Regions from separate parts of the Mus musculus genome. Here all the other regions are linked to region 1. A link is a contact called in public HiCAR-type and promoter capture Hi-C data. All regions are on one chromosome and are shown on one strand. Each heading gives the region's core, a stretch centred on a gene start, on an enhancer-like site or on the middle of the called end of the contact. The rest is flanking DNA. Distances are from core to core; before and after follow the strand shown.

Region 1 (4,416 bases), core at 1,185-3,684:
CATCACCTTGTAATATTAATTATCCTTTTCATTCATTTGTTACACTTACCAAGAGTTGGAAATCATTGTGTATGTATATATGTATTACACACACACACACACACACACACACACACACACATACACACATTTCCTGAACTATACCCCTAGATATCAAAAGTTTGAAAACCATTTCTTGCCCATGTTCTGAGTCCCATGAAGCAGGGACTTGGACTTATTTCTCATAGCATGAAGATGTACATCCTAGGCACTCAAAAAATAGTTGTCGAGTAAGATGATAATTTTATATTCAAAGGCTTTGTGAGACTAGAAGAAAGAAAACACTTTTTGGTGTGTGTGTTCAAGACAGGGTATAATAGCCCTGGTGTTCTGGAACTTGCTTTGTAGACTATACTGGCTTTGAACACAGAGATCCACCTGCCTTTGCCTCTCGAATGTTTGGATTAAAGTTGTGTACCACCATGCCTGGCAAGAAAACATTTTAAAATTATTTTTTATTTTTATTTATTTTATATGTAAGTACACTGAAGCTGTCTTCAGGCACCCCAGAAGGAGGGCATTAGATCTCATTATGGATGGTTGTGAGCCACCATGTGGTTGCTGGGATTTGAACTCAGGACCTTCGGAAGAGCAGTCAGTGCTCCCAACCGCTGAGCCACTTCTCCAGCCCAAGAAAACATTTTTTAAATTTGGGAAAGGTAGCCATATGAGGTGGCTTACACCTATAATCCTGACAACCCAGAACTGAGGCAGGGGATTGCACAAAGTTTGGGACCAACCTGGGTTACGTAGTGAGGTCTAGGCCATTCTAGATTGCAGAGTGAGACTCTTGTGTTGAGACAAAAGGAAGAGAAACTGAGGCTCTAAGAGACTTTGTAGCTATGGATCCAAAGCAAAAGACCTGGCAGCTGGGACTGAGGCATCTCCTAGTGTGGTTCTCTTCGCTCACGGCTGGCTTTTCTTTCTGTTCAAATAGGGTTTCATTATTTAGTCGAGGCTACTTCTTCAATGCTGGCATCACAGACTAATGCAATCTTTCCAGCTTTTGTCGTTGGTTGTTGCTGAGAACAGGGTCATTTTTTGCAGCTTCTGTTAGCCTCAAATTCACTCTTTCTGCTCTGTCATAATCATATTTTCCTAAAGACATCATTACTGTTTTGAAAGGCATGATGGTACATACCTTTAGTCTCAGCACTTAGAGACAGGGGCAGGATTTCTCAGGATCTCTTTTGAGAGTTCCAGACCAGTCAGAACGGCATAGAGAAAGCCAGTTTCAGAAAGTCAGCCAACCAACAGACCAAAATAAACCTATACAATACAAAAATTGACTTTCCAGAAAGTTTAAAAGTCTACTACATTAATGAAATAGAAATGACATCAGTTATGTATAGACCTACATTGCTCTTGTTTATATATTTTTGTGTACACTGCTCTTTTAAAGTGGCAGTAAGTTGTCTTTACTTTTTTGTTTAGGAGCCAGCTATTCTTCTGTCCCCATCCCATCCCCTTTTCTTCCTTTCCTCCCTCTGCCCTCCCTCTCTCTCTTTTTAAGGCAAGGTCATGTGAATCCAGGGACAGCTCAGACTTTCTATGAAGCCAGTGTTGACTTTGAGTTTCTGATCCTCCTGCCTCCTGCCTGTGAGTTTTGGCATTGGAGGCATAGACCACCATGCACAGCTTTATAATTTCTAAATCATGAATATACTGATTTTGGAAAAAACTGAATGCCCTTGGAATGACTGTCCCCCACTCTCTGAAGGAGACTTATCTCTTTGGTTGCCTCAGGGTTGGGTTGGGGTACTAAGTTCCATGTTGACCATGGTTCCCAATCTCCCTTAGTTAATGTGCCTTGCTGAAGCCTTTTGGAACCCCCTCCCCATTGCTGTGCAGGAGATTCCAAGACAGGGCCCAGATCAAGGAATGCCAGTGACTGTTTCAGTGGTAGATGGTGGCAGCACTAATTTGCATCTGCTGTAACAAGCTGGTGTTGAAATGGGCTGGCAGAATGCCAAGGAAGCCAAGGTCAGCATACTTCGAAATAACAAATGAGTCATGCAACCCAGGATTGCGCGTCCCTGTAGGAATGACTACTTGACTCTTCTTCCGTCGGAACAGTTCCCCGGGCCAGCATGTGTAAAGGGAGGTGAAAGCCGCAGCAGCCTCTTGCTAGAGAGACAATAATGGAGGAGGAGAAAAATTAAAGTGGAAAGTCACATTTAAAGTCACTTCAGAGAAAACCATCGTGAGTTGTAGAAGACAGCTTTCTGAACTGCCAGAAAACAAGCCAAGAAATCGAGGAGACCCAAACCTCAGGGCGGTTAGACCACAGACCTGAGCTCAAATTCTCACATGGCACTTTCCATCTGTGCCCTCCGAGGCTTCTCACCCTTCCCAGACTCGAGCTTCATGGCTGTGCACTGTAGATAGTGACAGTTTTTCCGTTCAGTCAACATTGTTACTCAGGCTGCCAGGCATTGATGTAGACGATGTGGGGGTGTAGTGACAGATGGGTCCTTATTCTTGTAGAGCTTGCTTTCTGGTAGCAGAAGCAGATGGTGAAAAAGAAAATAACAGAACATGGTAAGTGCCACACTGAAGGAAAACAGAGAAGTTGCTGGTAGTGCCTGGGGAATCCCTTCCTGTCCTACCCCGCAGGGACTGTGCAGAGAAAAAAAAATTTATTTTTTTGTTCAGTGAGGAGTGAGTATGCTGGGGGTTGAACCTAGTGCTTTAAACATTTTAAGCAAGTTTCATTTCAAGCCTGAGACAGGATGCTACTTGTGTAGCTCATGCTTGAACTCATGGCAATCCTTCTGCCTCAGCCTTGCAAGTGCCTGGATTACATACAGGTGTGCCTCACCATGCCCAAGCAAGAACATTCTGGAGTCTTCTCTCCTGCTCTTTTCCTTTCAGCCCTACCCCACCCCTAGAAGCTGCTTCCGAACTGACTCTGAGTTTTGTTCTTTGGTGGTGTAGGCCTCATAACTCTAGTTGCTCCATTAAGAGGCTAAGAGGAATTTAAGGCCACAGAAGGAATTTAAGGCCAGCCTGGGCATGATTTAGATTTGGTTTCAAAGAAAACCAGTAAACAGAGAGGCGGAGATGTAGCTTAAGAGGTAAGATGATCCTGGGTTCCACATTTAGTACTGCCACCATCACCAGAAAACGGTATTACACAATACACTTTAGTGCAGCAGTGTTTTTGAGATTCAAACGTGTGGCTGCATTCACCAGTAGCCACTTTCTGTTTTTCGTGGAGGGGGCAAATTGAGACAGTCTTGGAATCTCGTTGGTCTTCCAACAGCCTTTGTAGCCACGATAACCTTGAACTCCTGGTCCTGCTGCTTTCACCTGCTGAGTGATGCTCGACAGGTTATATGCCACCCCACTGATTTCTGTGTCCCTGCACTTTAAGAAGGAGGTGCCACAAGGTAGTTTCAGGTGCCAGAGCTGAGTTCTGGTATTGGTTTTGGCCCCTTGCTCTTTGCCAGCTATGTAAACTCAGGCCAGTGAAACCCTTCTCTATCATTGAATTATTCACCTGGCCTTCCTGTGGGTTGTTCGGAAAATAAGATGATTTAGACCAGAGTTGTCTTGAAAAAAATTAAATGCTCTCCTTGGTAGTTAAGCAAGATTAAAAGACAAACTATTTTCTTTCTTTCTTCCTTTTTTTTTTTTTTTTTTTTGGTTTTTCGAGACAGGGTTTCTCTGTATAGCCCTGGCTGACCTGGAACTCACTTTGTAGACCAGGCTGACCTTGAACTCAGAAATCCGCCTGCCTCTGCCTCCCAAGTGCTGGGAATAAAGGCGTGCGGCACCACCGCCTGGCAACAAACTATTTTCTTTATGCTGGTGTTTTGCTTGCATGTATGTCTGCATCATATGCATGCTGAGTAGTCATGGAGGCCAGAAGAGTATCATCTCTTGGGACTGGAGTTATAGATGGTTGTGATTTCCATTTGGGTCCTGTGAATTGAACCTCTGTCCTGTAAGAACAAGTACTCTGAACCTCCCAGCCATATTTCCAGCTCCCAGTAGCGAGTTTTAAAAAATCCTCTTAGTGTACTGACTGGGCATGTTAGCTCATGCCTTTAATCCCCCAAATTAGAATGCAGCAGACCCATCTCTGTGAGTTCAAAGCCAGCCTGGTTTATACAGCCAATTATAGGCCAGCCAGGGTTATATGGTGAGACCCTCTCTCACAAGAAAATCACCTTTATAATGAACTCAAAAAAACCATCACACAGCTGGATCGTGGTAGCTACTCAAACACCTACGAAGTCTCGAACTCTGTGAATCCCAGGGACCGTCTATATAGTTAGGAAGGTCATTCTGAAGGTTTAGGTGTTCACTATCAATGGCATTTTTAGGGATTTTACCACAAGGGAAAAAAGTAAAAGGAAAGTCAGAAAGGAA
Region 2 (4,416 bases), core at 730-3,229, 2.5 Mb after region 1:
ACCCGTAATGAGATCTGATGCCCTCTTCTGGCATGTTTGAACACAGCTACAGTGTACTTATGTATAATAATAAATCTTTAAAAAAAAACTTTAAAAAGATAGGGAAGTCACTAACCCTTCCTGGCCCCATTGGACATGGTTCATTATGGACCCTATTTTACAGCTAGGGAAATTGAGACACTTGGTATCCAATGTATTTTTTACTCAGCATGGAATAGTTTGTGACATTAAGTACAGTAGGTAATCAACACTGTCAATAAGAGAAATAAGCATCATGGGAATGGGGCTTAGAGAAAAGCTCATCTTCTCTAGCATGCAAAACACCCAGATTCCATCCCCACCACCACATAAGCCTTTGGGAAATAAAGTCAGGAGATCAAAAGTTCAAATTTAGCCTTGGGTACATAGCTATTCAGAAAGTAGTCTGGGCTAAGACCCAGTCATAAAAATAAACAACTACTAAGATCAGTATACATTTAAGTAAAGTAAATATGGCTAGTGAAATGGCTCATCGAGTGAATTACTTTCCCCGTAAGCCTCAGGTGAAAAAAAAATGAGTGGTGGGCTCCACAAAGCTGTCCTCTGATTTCTACACACGCTGTAGCATGTGCGTGCATGCCCACACATAGCACGCAGATTTGTTTTGTTTTGTTTTGTTTTTGTTTTTCGAGGCAGGGTTTCTCTGTATAGCCTTGGCTGTCCTGGAACTCACTCTGTAGACCGGGCTGGCTTCGAACTCAGAAATCTGCCTGCCTCTGCCTCCCAAGTGCTGGGATTAAAGGCGTGAGCCACCACTGCCCGGCAGCACACAGATTTTTAAGGCAGGGCACGGTGGCACACATGTTTGATCCAGAGCTGGGGAGACAGAGGCAAGAGTACATCTGTGAGTTCGAAGCCAGTCTGGTCTATATAAGGAGTTGTCCCCACCCCCCACTCACCAGTGAGGACAGCAGAGTGAGACCCTGTCTCCAAATAAAATTAAGAATAATTAAAATGGCTGGGCAGTGATGGCGCACGCCTTTAATCCCAGCACTTGGGAGGCAGAGGCAGGCGGATTTCTGAGGTCCAGGCCAGCCTGGTCCACAGAGTGAGTTCCAGGACAGCCAGGGCTACACAGAGAAACCCTGTCTCAAAAAAACAACAACAAAAAGAATAATTAAAATGCAAAATGTCAAAGTATAAAGGTGCTGTAAGTATAAAGTGAAAATATGTAATGTATTATAGACAACAAAAAAAGAAAAAAATTTTAAATAATGAAAGTAAACAAGTGAGCTCTGTCCCGCCCCCTTCTCAGCCCTGACCTTTCTTGATCACCGCCCCTTCCTCTGCCAACTCCTGGCGGGAGTTTGCTGAGTTCTGTGGAACTTGTCTTCATGTCCAGCCATTGGTCGAGCTATAGCCAATGGGCTTCATAGTTGCACTGATGCCCTTTTGGAAGGCTGTCGTTAATCCGTCTTCTACGCTGATTGGTTGTTTATATTTCGTCTGGCCGAGTCCAAAGGCCTGTTCAGTACTGTTATGTATGTTCCGGCCTCGCTAGGCCCCGCCCCATCACTGCTTGTCATTAGTTTCAGTCTTCCTTTCACCCACAGGCCACTGCCTCATGCAGCTCTTAAGCCACGCCCCTGTCAAGCCCCTGTCCGTTTTGCGTCTAATTCGTCTAATGCCCTTCACCCCGCCCCACATCCTGACTGCGAGCCACGCCCCTGAGCGATCCCCAACCTAAGCCCCGCCCATCATTCCTCTCTAGGCTCCACCCAGTAGCCGCTTAAACCTTTCGTCTTTTACCTCCGACACCCTCCGCCCCACCCACTGGCTCCTAGTCCACGCCCTTGGCTTCTGCTCCGTTATCCAATCCCGTTAACTAGCTCTGATCCAACCCCTCCCTTTATTGGCCCGCGCGCGTCTCTGTGGTCATGAGCGACGGCGACGGCGGCCCCTAGCCAAGGGAGGGCGGGACTTCCGGTCGTGCTGAACCCAATAAGTAGACGCCGGCCGGCGGCCCGTGCGGACGCCTCCGCCCCTCAGGCGTCCGACTCCCGCCTCTGACTTCGCCTCTCACCGCCGTTGCTGCTTCCCGCGGCCTGGGCCTCCGCCGACAGCATGCCGCACGCCTTCAAGCCCGGGGACTTGGTGTTTGCCAAGATGAAGGGCTACCCGCACTGGCCGGCCCGGGTGAGGCCGCGCGTGGAGTGGACGGGCCCGGCGGAGTTGGCGGCCCCGAGCAGAGGGGCCGCGGGCGGGCGGGCGGGCGGGCGCGCGCGGGGAGGCTGGAATGGAGGCTGAGGAGAGGTTGGGGCTGCTGGCTCAGGTGACTGCACTGTGGTTTTCTGGAGTTGAGGAATCTCCTTCCTCCGGGACCACAGTGCCTGGGGTCTGGTGCGTCTTCGGGGAGGTCCCTGGTCTGAGGGACTTGTGTTCCGCTGTTCCGGATCCTGGCTCTGACCCGTGGTCCTTTGGAATTGAGGTGTGGCAATGTTTTGGTCTGAGTAACCTGCATGGTGAGGTCCTGAGTCTCAGAGACCCACAGTCCTGCAGAGAACGGCCGTGGTGCTAGCCTTGACCTCCTCCGGAACCTGTGTCACTTGGTTTGGTGTCCAGGGCCTGAGAGACCAATGTACCAGAGGTCAGAAATGCGTTTAGGGGATCCCAGGGTCGTGGAGCCTGAGGGATGTAGTGGGGCTCAAAGGGTACATGGGCACGTTGGGATTGGAGTGGAAGGGTCAAATGATGGGAAGAGTCTCTTCCAGAGAGGCTGCGCGTGATGGATGGGGGAGCGGGATACAGCGGAAGGAAAGGGACCTTATCTCTATGACCTAAATGAGGGCAAGGGTTGGAAGAAAGCTTTTCTGGGGACCTGGAGTCCGGCCCTTAAAGGGATTCAGTGGGCTGTATGTAGCTTACCTGAGAACAGGCAGCTTCAAGCTGGAGGTAGGAGGCTTTGAGGTTTCCTGTTTGAGAAAGCTGGAGTCAAGCAGTGTAGATTTTTAGAGCCTGGGTGCGCAGGTGGTAGAATTCTGGCCCTGGCAAAAATTGGCACATACACGGAGACCCAAAGGCTTCTGCTGCCCCCAGGACTTGGGACAGAGATCACTCCAGGGCTGAAGTTAGCTGCATCCATGTGTCAGGACTGAAGGAATTTTTGTTGTGCAGATGGTGGCTAGCGTTGCAAGTCCTGGTGCACATGTTCAGTTGCATAGAAACAGAGTTTTGTTGCCTCTAGGTCTTAGTACAGAGGCTAGATTGGCTGTGTCTGCATGGGGGTGGGAATGGAAGACCATACGGCAGGGAGTTACCATGGGGATGCCAAAGAGCAAGCTCAACAGGAACCAGCCCAGGAGGTAACTCCTAGAGGTCAGGACCAGAGGGCCCCATAAGTTCCTGAGGTGTGGGACCGTTGGGAGAAGCAGCCTGGCAGGGCTCGGCAGGGCAGGTTTGAGGATGCTTCTGCATCTGGTATCCTGCATCCAGCCACCAGGGACCAGAGTTTGAGGAGCAGGCTAGGGAGGATCCAGCCATCCCCCGGCGTTGATGAGGTGGGTGGCTAAACACTGGGAAATCCCACTGTGAGTGGGGTGACTGGGGAGCAAAACTTTACATTGGCCACTGCCCTCACTAGTCTACCTCTGCTCTCTATGAAGCTCTTGTCCCTTCCCCCTTCCCAGCCTTCTCCAGCACTGAGAGAACAGTTCCAAGCACCTGATTGGAGGGGAAGGGGCTACTAGCATCCTGTGGGAAGGTGACTGACAGCTGCTGGAACCCATGGGCTTTCACAAAGAGGGTGGGACTTCCGGGTTGCTCTGGGCCTGGCTCCTTCAGCACTCCACCTCATTCCCCCAAATCTCCATCCCTGTTGCTGCCAGATTTACCTCTGGGACAAGAACAGACTGGGCCTTTTTTCCAGGAGGGGCAGTCATTGGCTAGTCCCGGGAGTGGGGAGAAGCTGAACCTAGGCCCACCCCAGGGGCTTCAGGGGACTATACTGGACCTGGCTCGGCCTAAGTACCTGTATGGGGGCCCAGCTTTCTTCTTGGTGGAAAGATAATCACTGTGGGTAGCAGACAGGTTAGTAGGATGCACATAAGTGTGCAGGTTTCATAGCCAGGCATGGTTGTACTTACCTTCAATCCCAATCCCCATTGCTGAGGAGACAGAGACAAGTACCAGGCCACCTTTGTCTACATAGTTTGAGGACAGCCAGGCTACATAGTGAGACTGTCTAAAAGGAAAAACATTAATTCCAAATTAAGGGGCTAAGGAGATAATGTATAGCTTAGTGGACCTGAGTTCAGATCTCTAGACTTGTGTTTGGAAGGTGCTGTGTCTTCCCATGGTGTGCCTCCCCCCACCCCAAACCCCCCTAAGTAACTGGATGGTAACTGGGTCTGGATAAAGCTGCCTCTTGGCCTACACCTG
Region 3 (4,416 bases), core at 947-3,446, 2.1 Mb after region 1:
ATTTCCCTTCCTCCCATCTCCCTTGTACCTTTTCTCTTATCCCTAGTCCTCTATACCCCATCTTTTGTCTCTTATTCCCTGTCCTTTGTCCCTCTGGTGCAAATAAATCTTTGTGTTGAGAATTTGGTCTTTGGGTATCATCATGTGCCAGATCCTTTCAAACTGTGTCTGGTCTCCTAAGTAAAAGAGAGGAGGCCAAGGGAGACACTATGGCAAAGCTTTGATGATGAAAAAGCAGCTTTTCCTTATATAGGCATTGTCTCCTACAAATGTATTATCTATTAAATTCATTCATATATGTGTGTGTCCCCGTGAGATATACATATAGAAAGTTATCTATTTCTACAGTATAAGCAGAAAGCTAAGCAGAAATGTAGCACACATACACCTCATTATTACCTTATTAAGGTCTAATCTTCAAAGCAGCTGCTTAACTTCCAAAAACTGAAGAAATAACAGTTTTTTCCCTAAAATGGAGAGAAAAATAGTAAAGATGACTGCTTTTACAAACTATATACATTTTTTATGCAAAAGTTTGAATACAACTGAAAGCCTTTGAAATGTCTTATCTTTTAAGAAAGTTTTCAGGATACTGCCAGAGTAGCATCAACCCTAACAAAACACATAAAGTCACTTAGAGGTTCTGAGAAAGGGTTCTTCTCACATATGACTGACTACCTGAGAATTACTGTCCCAAAGGTCTCTGCTACAGCCTCATCCTGCATAAAGCCCACTGCATACACACAACACACAACACACACACACACACACACACACACACACACAAACAGAACCTCTCTCTGTGCAAGCCTGTGCTGCTAATATCTATGGCTGAGGATTACAGCAATCTTCAGCAAGCATGCTCACTTGCCTTTAAAAACTTGCACTGGCACAGTACTCCTAATATACTCATACTGAACTATGGGATGTGTCAGGCAGTCAGGATATTCGATTCCCTTTCTTAATCTTTAGAGAACCTTTCTCTGAATTTCACTTGGACCATACTTTTAGGAATTCAATATAGCATGTTCTAATAAATATTAAGTCATCTGGGGAAAATCTGAGGAAAAAAATATGTAAGATTCATAACTTAAGTCTTATTGAAGATACAGAAAGTGAAGTTCATTAATTTCCCAAAGTGTTTTTTCTCAACCCGGTAATACAATCTCTCAGCAAAATAAAATGTTGTTTTAGAAACCAATTACAATTTAAGAAAGAAAAAATTCTTAATGTGAAATGAAAAACTCATAAACTAGGACAATGAGGGCAAGTCAATACAAAACAAAAAGTTCAGTTTAGTCTCTGCCCCACTGTCAACTTCGGAAAATAATTACCTAGTCAAAAGTACAGGCATGATAGTGTTTTATAACAGTTCCTTTCAACTTCTCTTTTGGCTTTCATATTAAAACTTTCTGTCTCACACACACCATGGACTCTTGGTAAACAACCATATGGGTATTTCTTAAACAACAGATTAAAACTCATATGAACCTCATACTAATAAAGTCACTATCCACTTTTCAAAGAAAAAAAACAGATTAAAAGTAGATCCTACATTAATACTCTTCAATATTACTAAAGAAAGCAAAAAACAAAAAAAAAAAAAACTGAAAACAAATTATACTTTGGCAAAACGATGCTTTTTGTGTCCTCAGCAGGAAGTATCAGCTTGAATCAAAATACTTTTAAAAGCCAGTTTTCCGACCTGTTGCACGGCATAGTAGTAGCCCGTTCCTTTAATCCTAGCGCTCTCTCTGTTCACTGTGCACCAGGTTCATGCTTTTCTTCTGACACTTGTCACCTGGGCAAGTACCTGAAGCCTCTGAGGCTCCCAATAACACACACACACACACACACACACAGCGGGTTATCGCTGCCGCCAACGCATAGCGCACACACACAGACACACACACACACCCCTGAAGCTTGAGGTCTCCCTGAGAGAGAGGATGCCGAACACAGCGGGTTATCGCTGCCGCCAACGCATAGCGCACTTTCTCTACAACTACCCCAAATGTGGTTGCAAACGACCCCTCATATCATCCAGGGCCCGACCTCCAGCGATTACACCAAGAACTCCAACACCCTAGCGTTCAGTACCTCACAGAACACCGAGGATCCCGGCAACTTTTTCAACCTGCAGAGACGCGACTTCGACTTCCGGAGCCGTGGGACACACGCATGCGCACTCCAACCATTCCGCCCGCTTTTTGCTCGTGCTTCCCATAACAAAAGCGAAAGGCAGGCGGGGCCTCGGCCAAGCTCCTCCCAGTTGGTCCCTGCAGAGTAGGAAGCCTGCTGCTCCTCTTTCCACGCCCCTAATGGATTTTTCTGGGGACTAGCGGGGGGGGGGGGGGGGGGGGGAGAACACACTGTTCAAAGGATAGTAACTGGCTTGAAAGAGTCCTAAATCCTGTAGCCAATTGGAACCCTATTCCGAGTGAGACTCCAAATTCTATTTTGTTGAATAAATGGATCAGAGGCAAAACCCTTTGTTAATCTAAGTTAAGCACCCAAATGCACTTTTACACGATGTAAATAGACGAAGATAACAATGTTGTTTTGTTGTTTTTTTAATCGCAATTTAGGGCTATTATGCTATTGCCAGGCAAGTTGAAAAATACCAACAATCCTTTGTTAGTCTGAAGATTTATCGTTCTTTACTATATTTTTGAGTGATGAAAAATTGTCATGAGTTTAGAAACTTTGTAATGATTAATTTCAGAATATAGAAAGCTGAACAAGAGTATGTAGGCTTATATCGAGTGTAAAAAAATTAATTAAAAATTAAATTTTAAAAAGTGTGTAGGCTTTAAAAGTTTATCACGATTATTTGGAGTTATTTGGGAACCCTTTGTATCGGGTTAAAAGGCATTTTTAAACACAGAATAACTTTTTTATCTTTCACAAAATGTTCCACTATTAGTTTAAATTGAGTCTACATCTATTCATTTTACCCACCCACTTTTTTCAGGAAGTGGGGAAAGTTTTGAAATTCCATTGATGAAAATGAAGGTCTTTTGTTCATTCTTTTAAACTACATGCAACATTAATGGCACTGCCTATGTTAATTGTAACTGTTAATCTTTCTCCCTTAAGTTCATCAAAGTTCATCAAAGACTGAGTGCATTGACAAAAATGATGGGATTGTATGCATTTATGGTAGGATGGAAATGATCTCCATTGTTCTATCAATAGAAAAAAATCAGTTAAAGGTATCTTTCCCATGACTGAGAAGAATATTTCCATGTACGTGATTTCCATGTAATTGAGTTAAAGAAATTCAGTGTGATTGGGGCACATTCCACCTATAACATGAAGTCAGAATTTGGCACAATGGAATCGAATATGTGAAGAAAACCAAATAAATTGGCATTGCTACTTACGTTCCCATTAAAATGATATAAATGGGACGAATTTTGAAGTGAGTATATTAGACTAAAAGGAGACTTAAAATCAAAATGTACTTCTTTAGTTTGTTATTTATGTCTGCTTATCTATGCTAGTGTCATCCATATTAAAACTTCCTAATACTACCCACAGTGGTCTAATAGAAATGTTAATCAACTCCTCTCTATTTTTATATTAGAAATTATATTTTGCTTTTTATTTCTGACAGATAGTCTTTGTATCAACCCACTGGTTCTTCGGCAGAAAACTCCCACTGTTTTTGCTGCAGTTAGATTTAAGCATAAGTGTGTTTCAGATTGTTCAGAGATGGAAGGCAATATTTTCTAGTATATCTATAGCAGATATGTCAAGATTTTCTGTCTGTGTACAGATTTCCTGGAAATTCTTCCTAAAACCACATAAGAAAATATGTGCATCATTTCCTCTGGCAGAAATCACAAAATCAGAGGGAAGACTTGATGAAGTCAGTTCTGTGGTTGACTGAGTAGTAAACAAGATAAAAATGAAAAACAAAAACAAAACCCCTACCACCTGAAGCCAGTACTGAGCTCTTAAGTCAACTCTCCCCACACCTCATTTTCCTCATGATTTCTAGTGATATATAATAGTATATGTGTTTATTTTTTGCTTTTGGTTTTCTATTGATAGCATCAAAATGTAGTCTTATTTTAGGCAAATGCCATGGAAATCATAGGCCAGTGGTTCTCAACCTGTGGGTCATGACATCTTTGGGGATAAATGGTTCACAGGAGTTGCAAATCGGATATCCTCCATATTATTTATTTACATCAGGATTCATAATTAACAAAATTACAGATGTGAAGTAGCAACAAAATAAGTGGATGGTTGGAGTCACCACAATATGAGGAACTATATTTATGGGTCTCAGAATTAGAAAAGTTAAGAACCACTGTCATCAATAAAAGCTATTAACTACCAGAAATCGGCACATGAAGTTGATAGCATGTGAGACAATACAATAAAACTCAATGTTGTTTCAAAAAC

Evidence for each region. Promoter capture Hi-C pulls out the DNA fragments that hold promoters and counts their contacts. HiCAR-type assays count read pairs that join an accessible place to other places.
Region 2: a contact with region 1 is called in a promoter capture Hi-C map of embryonic stem cells, with 6 times the contacts expected there. The contact joins the promoter of Hdgfl2 here to the enhancer-like site in region 1. A contact is called at or near these places in 4 of 39 promoter capture datasets (the 3T3-L1 cell line, embryonic stem cells, liver and 1 more) and 1 of 115 datasets of contacts at active chromatin or transcription factors (astrocytes).
Region 3: a HiCAR-type map of astrocytes shows a contact between it and region 1, with 9 times the contacts expected there. The contact joins the promoter of Pot1b here to the enhancer-like site in region 1. A contact is called at or near these places in 5 of 39 promoter capture datasets (the 3T3-L1 cell line, the HPC-7 cell line, liver and 2 more) and 1 of 115 datasets of contacts at active chromatin or transcription factors (astrocytes).

What each region holds. Positions count from the first base shown.
Region 1 is chr17:53,585,232-53,589,647 of GRCm38.p6, forward strand. The region is part of intron 1 of Kat2b (K(lysine) acetyltransferase 2B); the gene reads left to right. Among named protein-coding and RNA genes, the nearest start is that of Kat2b, 20 kb to the left of the region's middle. Within about 2 kb of position 2,435, at least 316 of the 459 cell types and tissues checked have an H3K27ac peak or open chromatin away from gene starts, as enhancers often do. A contact at or near this core is called in the HPC-7 cell line, astrocytes, embryonic stem cells and 2 more, where this site is marked.
Region 2 is chr17:56,077,652-56,082,067 of GRCm38.p6, forward strand. It overlaps Hdgfl2 (HDGF like 2), which reads left to right and starts at 1,980. Exons shown (of 16, transcript NM_008233.4): 1 at 1,980-2,175. The coding sequence starts at 2,104. It also overlaps a transcript of Ubxn6 not described here.
Region 3 is chr17:55,710,440-55,714,855 of GRCm38.p6, forward strand. Pot1b (protection of telomeres 1B) reads right to left here and starts at 2,197. Exons shown (of 17, transcript NM_028370.2): 1 at 2,101-2,197; 2 at 400-467.